Linked DNA regions of Sus scrofa: region 1 is linked to region 2. A link is a contact called in public Hi-C data. All regions are on one chromosome and are shown on one strand. The core of a region is the stretch at or near the end of the contact, and the rest is flanking DNA. Distances in the headings are between cores, read along the strand shown.

Region 1 (7,504 bases), core at 420-2,919, 110 kb after region 2:
GGGAGTAGGGAAAAGGATTGCCTCCCCATTTCTGGGTGGGCTGCAGGGAGGAGTGGGTAAACCAGTGGTTTCCCAGGGGTCTCTCAGTTCATGTTTCTCAAAATGTCCCTCTTCTCAGAGATGATAGAAAGGATGGGGATGGAAACTCCCTGGGTCTCCCCCAACCCAGTAACCCCAAGTCCTCCGGCTGTACTTTTAGCCTCTCCCCTCTCCCAGTTCTTGCAAAAGGATGGAGAACAGAGGGGCCCCTTTTCTAGACACTCCAGTCCCTCCCCGCAGGCCCTCTCCCCGTGAGCTCTTTTCTCCCAAAGGCAGAATCCTCCCCCATCCTGCTCAGGGTCCTCTAATAGAGTTTTCTCTACGCCCGCCTTGGGGTGGGGCGCCTTTCGGTTGGTGTTTCAACCCAAGGGAGGACTCCATTCCTTTCTTGTCCCTTCCTCTCTCGTTTCTCAAGGTGTTCAGACCTTTGACCCTCTACCCCTACCCTACTGGGGACTGAGATGACCCCTAAGCCATAGGCAGCCCCACCTTTCCTCTACATCCTCTTGTTGAGTGGCCAGCTTCCTGTCCCGGCTCTGGCTTCAAATCTTCCCCCCCTCCATCCCCAGACTGCAAGGGGCTAGATTTTCCCCCACCCACACCCACCGCCCACACACAATAACAAGGCCGTGTCCATTGGCCTGCCAGGCCAGAGACGCCTTCTGCTCTAAGCCCCGCTGAACAGCCGCAGGGAGGGAGGAGCCCCGGCGTGAGGGGGCGGGGCCAGTGTTGCCTTCCCAATAGGGAAGGGAAGCCCCACGTCCAGGATCTTCATCAGCCCGGCTTCGTGGCCTAAACCTCAGCTCAACTCCGACATTCCTGAGCCCTCTGACCGTGGGACCACAGGATCAAAAGTCAAAAGAGTTTCTCCGAGTTGCCCAATGTGTGTATGTGGAGGTGGGGGCGGGGAGGGATGCGGGGAGGCGGAGCCAGGTCAGCACGAGGAGGGTTAACTCCGTGACGCGCCGGGACCAGCGTGGAGCAGTTTTGAGGGGGAAATTCCCCCTCCTCTGGGGCACCATGAGGTCTACATCTGGGGCTCGCTCACCCCCTAGCCACACCCTTGAACGGGAACCTTTATGGGGGGGCCTGGTAGGGGTTTGTCAAGACCCACTACGCCCAGGCATCAGCCTACCAGGGAGGGGCAGCCACTTTCCCCCACCGCAGACGGCAGAGGGACACCTCCTTTCCCTCCTTTCCCTGCCTTTGCGCGTCCCTGTAGGTGCAGGGACGCGGGGGTGGGGGTGGGGGTGAGGGAGGGGCTGGAAAAAGTGAACCACGGCATGGAGGGGTTGAGGGGGGAAGTGCTAGGCCTGTACCCAGCCCAGATTCCTCTGATATTTCGAAACTGCCAAAACTCAGTACCACCAGCGACCAGCCCCAGCTGAAACAATTTCTTGGGGACCATCCACTCTGCCCAGGGAGGATTCTGAGAGGCCCTCCCCCACCCCCCACACACTCATAGTCAGATGCCCCCCAACCCCCCCTCCTGGAGGTATCCCCTCACCTTGGCAACCCCTCTGCTGTCTTCTCCCTCTCTCAGCGGGCACTGCCAGGCCCCATGGGTCTGTAGCTCTGTCCAGCGGGTTCAGGGCTGGCCCTGCTAGCACCCTCCCTCCAGCACCACTAAAAAGAAAACACGCACACACACACAGTCACACATACACACACACACACACACACACACACACAAAATCCTCTCCCGTCCTCCTCTTCAGTGTAAGCAGTGGCTGCCCCAGCCCGCTGTTTCCGGCTTCTCCGACTACCCAGGTCCCTCCCTGGACCTCTGACGACACAGAGAAGAGAAAGTGGGCTGGAGGAGGAAGAGGAAGAAAGTGGGGTGAGCGTATCTGCCTCCTGTCCCGGGGAGGGGAGCATGGGGTGAGGGGAGCCAGGACTGGGATTTGGGGGGCCCTGGGGCCTGGCTGGAAGGGAGGTTGATCCCCATTTACCCTGTCCCCCATAAAAGCAATAAACTTTTCTCTAGAAAGTCACCTAATGTCAAGTAGAGACATACTGCCTCTCTCATACTCAAAACTTTCGCAGGGGCTGGAGTTTGGGCTCACCAGGGACTGGGCTCCCCCCGGGGCCTCTGGAAGACGAAACCCCTCAGGGCTCTGCGCTCCCTCCAGTGGAGGACCCTGAAAGCAGGCAAGGAGCTCCAGTCTACTCCGTCCGGAACTCCTAGGTTCCCCTCCCTTCTAGGTGGGGACCGCCTTAGAGGTCTCGTGACCGCTGACGGGAGCGTGTGGGGGAGGGGACCCAGAAGCTCAGAATGCTGGAGGACTCCAGGGGTCCTCGGACTGAAAGTCATCTCTGCCCCCTCTTCACAGGGGACTATTCTCAGACCCAGGTGGGAGCCAGCAAAAGCTGGAGTTGCTGCCTGATTCCCAAGGGTCAAGTTTGAATATGAATCTGCTGTGCAGCCTTGGCAAAGTTCCCAACTGTTTCTGGGGTAAACACTGAGACACACCCAGAAACAAACACACATACACAATTTCCCTGGCCACAAGATTCCCCCCCCCAACACGCACACATACTTACACACACGTGCAGGCAGTCTCGAAGACATGTCTGCACTCAGAGCCACATGCAGTCACAAGGGGACACACACTCACACACAAGGCTTGCTCAGCTTCTGAGTCATCATCATAACTAGTGGATGGTTTCTGCAGCTTTTGCTGGAGGAGGAGCTGGAGAAGGCCAAGGGACTCCGAGAGCTATTCAGGCCCCTAAACCTGAGAAGTGGTGTGGGCAAAGGGTGGTCTCTGAGGGGCGGTGGAAGATGGGAGGTGGTTTCTACTCCCCTCCTTTCTCCCCAAACAGGGCTGGGCTCAGGGGCCAAAGCCAGGCCTATGCTGCCCCCTGGTGTCTGAACAGATTCCCAAAGCCCAGCTCCTTCCACTTGGGTTCATGTGGAACAGGTGGCAACCAGCCAGGCAGCAGAGGATAGCAATTAAGACCCTGGCCTCTGGAGACAGGCTACGTGAGTTCAAATCTTGCCAGTGCTGCTAACTGCACAACTCTGGGCAGTTCACTCTTTGTGCTTCAGTTTTGCCATCTGTAAAACAGAGCAAATAATAGTCTTGACTTACAAAGTGTGAGAGTGAAATGCAATAATACATGTGAAAGCTTAGAAAAATGCCTGGCACATAGTAAACGTTAGGCACTATTATTATTATTATTACTTTTTGGTCTTTTTAGGGCCACACCCGTGGCATATGGAGGTCCCCAGGCTAGGGGTCAAATCGGAGCTACAGCTGCTGGCAATACGGAAACCGAGCTGCACCTGCAACCTACACCACAGTTCACAGCAATGCCAGATCCTTAACCCACTGAGCAATGCCAGAGATCAAACCTGCATCCTCATGGATGCTAGTCAGATTCATTTCCACTGAGCCACGATGGGAACTCCAGGCACTATTTTTATGTCCCAGAATAAGCCAGGCAGAAGGGCCTCTATCCTACATCAGAGTCCCCAGATTTGAGGGTAATATTACCACCACAAAGAGTCTATTGGAGGTATGTGTGTTTACTGTGTCAGGAAAGCAGCCATTTGAAGAGGAGGGAGGGCTGGGATGGAGCTGGTGGGGAGGGGATCTGTCCATGGATCTAGAAGACAGGCAATGCTAGGATCGCACTGTGTGCACAAAGGTGCTCAAGCCGCATGCGCTTTGTGTGCTCCCGGGTGCCCACTCAGCCTGTCAGCAGCGCAGACAGTGGCTGAATTCAGGCTTCACCATCTAAGGGTCTTTGGGAGGCCAAGTCCCCCTGAACTTTGGCAAGACAAGGGGCAGAGAGAATGCAGTCTCTAACTTCGGCTCTTTTGTGGGGAGATAGGAAGGTGAGGGGCACCTACTGGTAAGAAAATAGTATTTATGGCAGTTCCCGTCGTGGCTCAGTGATTAATGAGTATGACTAGGAACCGTGAGGTTGTAGGTTGGATCCCTGGCCTTGCTCAGTGGGTTAAGGATCCGGCATTGCCATGAGCTGTGGTGTAGGTCACAGACGTGGCTCAGATCCTGCGTTGCTGTGGCTCTGGCAGAGGCTACACCTCTGATTCGACCCCTAGCCTGGGAACCTCCATATGCCATACGGGAGTGGCTCTAGAAAAGGCAAAAACAAAACAAAACAAAACAAAAGCAAAGCACGAGGAGCTGGGGGACTTAAACAATGAAAGGATTTCTTTGTGTCACAGTACCAGAGGCTGGAAGACCAAAATCAAGGTGTTGGCAGGGCTGGTCCCCTCTGAGGGCTGAAAGAGAATTGATTGGTTCCAGGCTTTTCTCCTTGTCTTGTAGATGGCCATCTTCAAGCTCACCTGGTGTTCTCCCAGCTTGCAAGTCTGACTCCTAATTTTCCCTACAAGCACACCAGTCATATTGGATTGGGGCCCACCCTAAGGACCTCATTTAAACTTGATTACCTCTGTAAAGACCCCATCTCCAGGAGTTCCCATTGTGGCTCCGTGGGTAAAGAATCCAACTAGTATCCAAGAGGATGGGGGTTCGATCCCTGGCCTCACTGATCATCACAATGTTGCCAAAAGTCACAGATGCTGCTCTGATGCTGCATCTCTGTGGCTGTGGTATAGACTAGCAGCTGCAGCTCTGCTTCGACTCCTGGCCCAGGAATTTCCATAGGCTACAAGTGTGGCTTTAAAAAGAGAAAAAAGACCCTTTCTTCAGATAAGGTCATATTCTGAGATCCTTGGTGTTCTTCATGTGAATATGAATTTTTGAGAGACATAGGAATTCAACAGACTAATATAAGAATTTTCAAGAGACACAGTTCAACCCGTGACAGTGAGCCTTGACCAGCATTTCTTAAAAACCAAGTAGGTAGAATAGGAAATATCAGAATGCATCACATATAGTTAGGATAAGTAGTGTCTAATGAAACTTGTTTCAGTTTTATAAATTTATGTGAGTTCTAGTAGGTCTTGATGTAAAAGATACTTTTCAGTGCTAGTTGTGATCAGAAACAAGCACCATTTGGATGTTGGTAACCTTCCCAAATCCAATATCACTTTGCTTTGCCCTTTTTTTTTTTTCTTTTTAGGGCCACACCTGTGGCATATGGAGGTTCCCAGGCTAGGGGTTGAATAGGAGCTATAGCTGCTGACCTACACCACAGCCACGGCAACTCGGGATCCGAGCTGCATCTATGACCTACACCACAGCTCACAGCAATGCTGGATCCTTAAACCCACTGAGTGAGGCTAGGGATGGAACCCACAACCTCATGATTCCTAGTTGGATTCGTTTCCACTGTGCCATGATGGAAACTCCTGCATTGCTCTTTAATTGTTTTATGGGTACATCCTTCTCCAAGGACATAAGCTCCTGGAGGGCAGGAACACATATAATCTTGTAAACACCATTGTGAAGCTAGAAAAAACAACATTCATTCTTGTCAGTGAATGCAAAGACTACCATTTACTGAGTGTTTCCTGTACACTTGGTGCTGGGCTTTACACTAGGTTTACATACACTAAGCGGTTTTGTTTGTTTGTTTGTTTTGTTTTGTTTTCCAATTTTTTTTGCTTTTTAGGGCTGCACCAGTTGGCATATGGAAATTCCCAGGCTAGGAGTTGAATGGGAGCTATAGGTGCTGGCCTATACCACAGCCCCAGCAATGCCAGATCAGAACCATGTCTGCGATCTACACCACAGCTCACGGTAACACCGGATCCTTAACCCACTGAGTGAGGCCAGGGATCAAACTCATGCCCTCACAGGTACTAGTCGGGTTTGTTACCACTGAGCCACGACGGGAACTCCCTACACTGAGTTTGCATATACTGGTGTATGTTTTACATACACTAAGAACTAAGTGATGGATTGATGGCAGGAGCTCAGTTCATTTCACAGACAAGATGAGTGAGTACCACATTCGGGAGCACTGGGCAGCAACCTGGGATTTATGGAGGACTGGGGGATAGAAGGAAAAGTTCATGGAAGAAGTATGGAAAGATGTTGTGGGCCCCTGGACAGCTCTGTCTCCCCAGCCTTTGTCATTCTCCCCAAATTTTCATCCACCTTGATATCAACTCACCATTTATATTAAAGGAAACAGAGGCCATTGGTTTGGCTTTGGGCAGATTACTGGGTCAAGAGCTGGGTCAGGAACTGGAAATTCCTCCAGTTTCCTGCTCCCTGCCCACAGACCTTTCATCAGCACCTGCAGCTCCCTACAGGCTCAGAAGAGAGGGTGTCCCTGTCTCTGCCCCTGTCCAAACTGTGATCTGCCACCTGTGCTCAGGGCCCTTCTTTCTGCCTCCCCAGGCACTGTCCCATTAATTGTCCCCTCCATCTTCCAAATCTCTAGCCTCTTATTCTCTAATTATTTTTTTTTTGTCTTTATTCTCTAATTATTACAGCTCTTGACCCAGTAATCTGCCCAAAGCCAAAGAGCTGGCAAGTAAGCTGGGATTTGAACCCAGTTAGTGTGGCATAAGCACTGATGCCCTTAAGGAGTATGCTGCACATCTTCTCAATGGAAGGTGAAAAATAGCTGGCCTTTAAAAAGAAGAGGAATTTGTATGACCATCAGGGCAAGCATTGATGATGCCTGCTCAGCATTCTTTCTCCCTTGTTGGCAAAGTCTGGATTTTGTACAGGTGTTCCCCTCCCTTGCATTCAGGGGATGAATCTCACTGGTCTTGCCAATTATGGTATTTCCATTGTCTTGGACAGTAGGACTTGAGGGGGATCTTGAGGAAGATCTTTTTTTTCCCCCAATGTCAAGCCCATATGTGATGACTGTTGCAACTGTAAGGAAAGAGACCATCAACCACTGAGGATAGAGGGGTGGGGGGATGTGTTGAGGGTTTGAGATGCTATAAAATTGGGTTATAATGATTGTTGTATAACTATAAATGTAATAGAATTCATTGAGTAATAAAAAAACAAAACAAAACACTATGGATAGAGCAGTGTATAAACAGGTAGAAAACTCTTGATGAATCAACCAGCCCTGGATCTGTTCCAGAACTCTTTGTTCGATCTACTATTTTATTTTATTTTATTTTTGCTTTTTAGGGCTGCACCTGTGGCATATGGAAGTTCCCAGGCAAGGGGTCGAACCAGAGCTGTAGCTGCCAGCCTATGCCACAGCCACAGCAACTCAGGATCCTAGCCTCCTATGTGACCTAAACCACAGCTCACGGCAACACTGGATCCTTAACCCACTGAGAAAGGGCAGGGATCGAACCCGAATCCTCATGGATACTAGTCGGGTTTGTTAACCACTGAGCCACGACAGGAACTCCCTCGATCTACTTTAATTGGGTCTTCTGTTACTTGCTGCCAGATGCATCCCTAACTGAGACCAATGGAGCCACATTGGCTGTGAGAAATGGAGAGCACAGATCAGGCCGATCCATGTTCTACCACCACCTGACTTGTCCATTGGGAGAATAAGTGATAATCTGTTTTTTAAAAAAGAGTGTCCTCAGGGAAGA
Region 2 (7,116 bases), core at 3,749-6,248:
TGAACCAGCTGTCATCCAATAGCGCCCCCTGGTGGCAATGCAATGGCAGATCAGGATAAATTCCAGCAGGTCAAAGGTGAGCTGCCAAAGCTCTGGCCCAGAAAGCACAAAGCAAACAGGTTACCCAACTGGGACAGAGAGAACATACTTCCCACTACACACCACCAGTTACTCCGGTCCCTTTAATCCTGAAGGACTCACAGTCCACCACTCCACCTCATGAGGTCTTCTCATCTACACTATAGGCCAAACACACTAGTGGGAGACTGGATGTAAATTAAGGCAAGGCTGCTGCTGTCAGAGACATCCCCACCTCTCCACCAGGAAACTCAGGGTCAATGGAGGTGGCCAGATGACAGATGACTACACCAAAGTGGCTCCCTGTCCATTTTGTCCCACAAGGAAGGCCTGATGTCCTGGGCTACTGCTCCATAAAATTATGTTTCTTTGGAATTGAGAGAAAAGAGAAACCTCCCTTCCTGTCCACAAGGCTACCACTCTGGCAGCACTGCAGGACACCTCTTCCGGCTGACAAGGATTCATCCCAAAGCTTTCTGACCTAAATAGAAAGCTTTGTCCCCAGTTTGGATCTAGCTGCCAAGAGATTTTACTGTCCAATCAGCAGATTAGAGCTGTGGAACAAGCAGGTCCTTCCATCCCTTACACCTTTCCCCTGTTGAGGGCTGGGACTGGCACCTGAGATGAGCTGCCCTGCTGACTAGTCTTTTCTGAATGACCACATTCCCAAAATCTCTCTCATAGCTGGTGTCCCAGTTGGAGGTCTGGCAGAAATACCCACAGTGAAAACCTCTCTCCACCTCCTCTGTTCAGTGAGGCTGTTGGTTGGATTCTTAGCAGCATAAAACCTATCAGTAAACTAAAACTCGAGAGACTGGGGAAGGGGATCTAGTTGATGCTAAGCGCCTGACAAGATCCCAAAACCAGCCTCGAAAAAATCAAAAACACAGCCCTCCATGGGCAGGAAAAGGTAAGGAGGTAAACATGATAGGGCCGTTGCTTCTCAGAAACAGTATCAGTGTTCATGTGCTATTTCTTCTTTTTCTCTTCTTTAAACACAGGACAGAACAGAACTCCTAGAGCAAGGCAAAATTGTAACTTCCGCTGCGGAGGGACCAACAGCCATTAGATAATCAATGTCCTGGCTGCTGCCTGGGGGCTCCCCCGGCTCTGCTGGGACCCAGTCAGCTCTCCGGGTTCTTTTCAGCCTCTTTGGAATGGATAATGTACATGAAGGTCTGCTCGATGGTGAAGTCAGGCGGGAGGCTGCCTTTGTGCACACCGACATGCTTGCTCATGAGGTTAAGGGTGGAGCTGTAGTGGCCACAGACCGTGCAGCGATACATGAGGGCCCCGGAGTGTGTCTTCAAGTGGCACTTGATGGTTGAGCGGCCTCGGAAGAATTTGTGGCACACCTTACACTGGTACGGCTTCTCGCCCGTGTGGATCCGCCGGTGGTAGTTGAACTCACTTGTGTGGGCAAACCTTTTGCCACACACCTTGCAGCTATACTTGCTATTCCCAGGCTGGCCCTGCAGCGCCAGCTCCTCACTCAGGAACTCCTCTGCTGGCAGCTTCCGCTTCTGGAGAGCCGGGTGCTGGAGCCCGAAACCAGGCCGTGCATCAAGGCCACTGTTGCATTTGTGCTGGCTGACATGATAGCGATAGGCAGCCTCTGACTTGAAGCTCTGGCTGCACAAGTGGCAGCGGAAGAGGGTGTCTTCCAGGCTTTGGTGCACAGCCATGTGCTTCTCCAAGAGATGCCAGTCCACAAAGCTGTTCGCACAGACAGAGCAGGAGAAGACCGAGATGCCGAGATGGGAGAGGGTGTGCCACATGAGGCTGCAGAGGTTGAGGTGGCGCTGGTCACAGACACTGCAAGCCTGGCCCTTCAGGTTCAGATGGTCAAGGATGTGGCCCCGGACCACGTGGAAATCTTTGGCCAATGCCTTTCCGCAGGCAGCACATTTCAGCTCTGCGGAGGCTGCCCCTGAGAAGAGACCCAGCTTCCCAGGTAGGGGGTCGTTGGGGTGGACAATGATGTTGTTCTCAAATATTCCATCCCGGCGGTGGAGAGTCAGCTGCCACTGGGTAAAGAACTTAGTTTCACACATGTCGCAGGAGAAGAGAAAAATACCAATATGGGACAGGACATGGGTCACCCGAGAGTTTCGGTCCTGGAAGTGGGTCTCACAGACCTTACAGTTGCCGGTCAGCAGGTCCACGTGGTCCCGAGCATGCTGTCGGATCAGCTGAATGTTGGGCTCTAGAACTTTCTTGCACACCTGGCAGGGCATGGCCTTATTCTCTCGGTTGTCATTCTCTCCAAAAGTCAGCTCATCCTCACTGTCGTCACTCAATTCAATCACCTCCTCAGCTGTGCCTATCTCCTCGGTGGGGTCTTCAAACTGCAAGTCATCGTCCCCAAGGTCCTCCAGCTGGAGCTCATCCATCTGCCCAAAGCTTGGGTCTTTGGAGTGGTCGCTGTTGCTCAGACAGGAGTTGGTCCCAGTGGTAATGTCTATTGCATTGTCAGGGCTGAAGAAGCTGTTTTTACTGAAGTCTCCATTGCTCTGGACTTTGTATGGCTGGCAGGAGCTCGTGCTGGTTTGGATGCCCATGCTGACAGTACCTAGAACCGGCTGGGTCACCATACTGGGCACAGATGTGAAAGGAGCAGGGGCATCGTGGTCTTCTGTCTTTGGCGGCAGTGGCTGCTGGGGCAGAGGCAGGCTATGGTTAGTGTCACTGGTAACATTTCTCTCGTCCTCTTTATAGCTTCCTCCAGCATCACCAGGTAACACACAGTTCCTATCAGGACCAAAGTGCTCCCCTCCACCCCGGAGTTCTCCAAGGGGAGGGACAGGTTCTGCGGAGTTACAACTCAGGGTTCCAGAGTGGCTCTCACTGGTGCTGGTCAGGGGCTTGGCCACCGCAGTGCTCTCCAGGTCAGGAAAGGTGGAGTGACAGGCCCGAAGGAGATCCTCCATACCCAGACGCTCAGCTACCTCATAGATGACCCCAACATTGATCAGGTCCGTGAAGAGCTCTGATGTGTAGACAAAGCTCAGAATCTTCTCAAAGTTGGCAGGGGTGATGAAGTCCACCACATAGGTCCGGGCAGCATCAAGCCCAGTGTTCAGAAGAGGTTCTGGAAGTAGCCAGCCGCACAGGCCAGCACGGCTTTGTGGGCTGGGAAGGAGCGGCTCCCCACCACGATGGTGACATCGCACATGGTCTCTGAGAGCCGGCACTTGTTGAGTTCCTTCAGCAGGTTGTTGGGGTGGTTGGTGCTTTGCAATTTGATTCTCATGCCCATCTTAGCAGCTCCTACGAAGTGGCCTCCTTATCAGCACGGTTAATCTGTGGACAGCAAAAGGAAAAGGTGGGTGGCCAAACACACCCCTGCAGGTGATGAGCTCCTCAAGGGAAAATGCCACCAGTCTGCAGGTTTCCAAGAGAGCAGAAGTGAATGGGCATACACCTGCTCCATCCTGCTGGGGGGCAAAGACAGCAAAAGTGACAGGACAGTGACCTCTCTCCCTGCATATCTCCAAAGACAGAGTCATCATAACAAAATCAAGAAGTACTGAAAAAAATCTGTTAGCTTGGTTTTTATTTAAGAGTTAGTAAGAGAGGCTGTAGGCCTGACTGAACCGAAGCTTGTGCCTTAAAACCAAGCCAGAAGCATCCTCTCAGGCGCAGTCTTCTAGCATTACCAGAGAAACCGGCTCAAATTTTTCTCATATTAATTTCCTCCTGACTACAAGCTTTCCTATCTCACTGAGTATATTCTCTTCCCTTACGATGCCAAATGCCATATACATACTTGAACACAATTATCAAGTTCCATTAGCTGCTGAAAAAAAGATAAGGATGCTCTATGCTTTAGTTTCCTATCTTTGCTGTGTTTTTTCAGGCCCTAAATAAACCTCTTGCTCATTCTTGAGTTCCCATCTCTCTCTACCTGCAATACCTGCCTCCTCTGCTCTCTTCCACAGCCTAGAGCCATTGGGATACGCTTCTCACATTCCCTGTATGCTGCGGGTGAAGTAAAGCACTCAGAACCAAAGAAGTAAAGCAAAGCAGAGCATAACTGTGGTATTTAATATTACCTAAATATGCTTCAATCCCCCCCTTTCAGGATTTATGCTTCTGATCAGAACTAAGAGATTTACTTGATGCCGGTAAGAAGCATCTAGTTATATAGGTAACTCCTAAAGTACTGCTCAGTACCACTTTTTCTCCTTTTTGAGTCCTACACATCGAAGGAAGACAAGCTAGTCGCCTTCTCCTTCAACCTCACGACTAGCCCTGTGCAACACGGCCCCTTTCCCCATCTCACCACTTTCGACTAACTCCCAACTTTTTCTGGGGCCCAGGAAGCTTTAGGAGCATTGTTGGGTACCAGCCAGGCATCTCACGGGCCCTGGTGGCCAAACATCAACCGTCAGCAGGTCGGGGCACCGGGAAGCCCGAGTGGGGAGAGGGAGGGGGCGGTTTCGGAACTTTCGAGAAGGCACCCCAACAACCCCATGGCGCCACAGTCTCCCCTCCGGAGGGTCGAATCCAGGAGGAAGGGCGTTGGATCGGCCTGGGGCACTCCATCTGCGGAGTACCGAGCACCTCGGTCCCTCCCCAAACAACGGGGGACTCCTCGGGGCGACCTCGAGCGGGGGCCAAGGTGGCGGCGGGGCGCGGACCGACGAGGGCAGAGGGATGGGCGGCGGGGCCGGCCGGGGTCGGCGCGCGGCTGGGGGAACCATAGGTCCGAATGAGTGGGGCGAGCAGGAGGGTGCTCAGCGAGAGCGAGAGAAAGAGCAGGACGGGGGTCGGGCCTCGGCCATGGCAGCCCTCGGCCCGGCCGTACTTACCCGGCTCCGCGGGACCCGACGCACCATCGCCGCCGCCGCCTCACACAAAGGCCCCGGCCCGCCGTGCCCGGCCCGACGAGGAGGCGGCGCCGCCGGCCGCGGCCAGACTCTCCATCCGCCGAGCCGCTCGCCGCACCGGCCCGGGCCGCCCCCGCCGCCCGGCCCGCAGCGCCCCCCGCCGTCCCGGAGGAGGCAGCGCCCCCCGCCGCTCGGCCGCAGCGCCCCCAGCCGCCCGGGAGGAGGCAGCGCCCCCCCACGGCGGGGCCGGGCGCCCTGCGAGCCCGCTGAAGCCTCCGAGCCTGCGGCCGCCACCAGCCTCCCCGCCAGGCCCCGCCTCCAACCACCGCGCGGCCCTGGGACTGCCGCTGGACCCCCAGCGGGCTGTAGGGGGGATGTTTCCAAATCCCCATCCCCAGGCCGGGCTTTTCTGAAGCCCTGATCATCTCCAGGTGTAGGACCACTCCCTCCTTGGCTGATACCTGAAGAATCCTATCCCAACTCTAAGCTTAAATCGCCTCCCCTGTTCTACTCTCATATTCCCAGAAGTTTACTCTCAAAATGTCTGCTGTGTAATTTTACATAAAGTTGTAAGATTATTCGGTTAATTTGTATCTCCTCCACTAGGCAGTGAGCTTCAGGAAGGCAGGGGTCTGTGATTCTGCGCACTACTGCCTCCCCTCGCTTACCACACACCACTGTTCCATATGGTAGGTGCTTAATGAAGTCGGCTTGAATGAATGAACCAGCACTTGAGGGCTGCACCCCTGGTGGACCACTCTCTGAAAATTCACTGCGTCTCTTCCTTCCAGCTGGGTGGCCAAATGAAGGAATTCACAGGCTCCCACTGCACCTTGGCAGCTCAGGCCTATTTCTGGCAGTCTGTCTTCCCTGGAGGGGAGAACTTGACACCCCAAAATATGCCTCCTTGGCTGCCAGGATTACTAAGAAGCAGCAGATAGGGGAGAAAACAGTTGAAGTTACTCTTTTCTAAGAGACGTTTACATTTATAAGGGAAATGTCCACTTGTAAGGGTGTCTAGCTTTCTGCACCAGGAAGAGAAGGGTTACTAAATCTCTAGAAACTCAGTTTTCCTGGGTTTCCCCCATGTATATATGTTATTAAATTTCTGTTTCTTTTTTTTTCTGTTAATATTTCATTAACTACTCAGTCAAGAACCTTGAAGGTAGAGGGGAAATAATTTTTCCTCTCCTACTTCCCCAGCTCTTCCTAGAACTCGATTTCTCTGCTTCCACTCACCCTTCTCCTTTAGTGCAGTTACCCTCCAAATGCTCCTGCTCAAGAACTGTCATCAACCCAAAACTACCTGAGCTTAACTGAGAGATGTGATCTAAATCCAGGCATTAGCACCATTACCAGCTCTGAAGTTCTCCTCACAGCATTTGCAGGTCATGAAAGTTTTTTGGCTGAATCTGTGTGGTATTCACAGAGCACAACTTCAGGCTCACAATTTTTTAGTTGGTCATATTTTTTCATTCCTTTTTTCATGTTCCAGTTTCAGGGAGAGCATTTGCTTGGTGGTTAGCAGCTGAGAACACGCATTTAAAGCTTTTGAGAGAATACAGGGCTCCAACAAGACTACTATGATTATTATAAACAGGACAGTTCCCAATGTCTGCAGTGAGCTTCAGACACATGGTCCCCAAGACCCAAAGCAATCAAAATTAAACAAGTCAAAGAAAGAACCCATTAAAGGGGTCACCTCTTTAAGCCAAGAGGCTTGTTCAGTAATCTTATGTAGCTGAGTTTCAGCTTCCCCAGAAGTATCAATTTAGGTACGGTAGGTGGTGTTGGCCATAGTACAGATACCTCCTTGTTTAGTTAAAAGATAATTGAAGGCTATCCTATTATCAAGAACAACTTTGGCCAGAGAGTGTAAGGATTTTTGTGCTTTAGCAGCAGATTCTGCAAAATCTTTTAGAGTTAAGGAGAGATTCCTGATCATAGCCTCATCTGTACTCATTCCTAACCAGGAGGAGGGACCTGCCAAAGGAAGCAAATCCTGAATCATGAAAGCCAGCTGGTAGGTCCTTTCTAATTTGATGATGTAAATTCAGGGGAGTTGACCAAATTCAGGAGGTGTCTGTCTGTGAACAGTTAAGTGCGCAGTTTCCTAAAAGGCATTACCCAGTTATGCACTAGCCATTTTCAGGCATTCCCTAGACCCGAGGAGAATCATAATCACAATAGACAAACATAAACTCTG

What was found. Hi-C and Micro-C count contacts between places; a contact is called where the count stands out from the background.
Region 1: a Hi-C map of skeletal muscle shows a contact between it and region 2, with 3 times the contacts expected there. A contact is called at or near these places in 3 of 5 promoter capture datasets (fetal liver and liver), 16 of 47 Hi-C or Micro-C datasets (brain, embryonic fibroblasts, epiblast stem cells and 10 more) and 2 of 2 datasets of targeted methods (alveolar macrophages and skeletal muscle).

What each region holds. Positions count from the first base shown.
Region 1 is chr5:22,419,779-22,427,282 of Sscrofa11.1, forward strand. STAT6 (signal transducer and activator of transcription 6, interleukin-4 induced) reads right to left here and starts at 1,670. Exons shown (of 22, transcript NM_001197306.1): 1 at 1,547-1,670.
Region 2 is chr5:22,311,319-22,318,434 of Sscrofa11.1, forward strand. ZBTB39 (zinc finger and BTB domain-containing protein 39) reads right to left here and starts at 4,999. Exons shown (of 3, transcript XM_005663904.3): 1 at 4,893-4,999; 2 at 3,163-3,381; 3 at 1-3,160. The coding sequence starts at 3,337. The coding sequence ends at 1,203.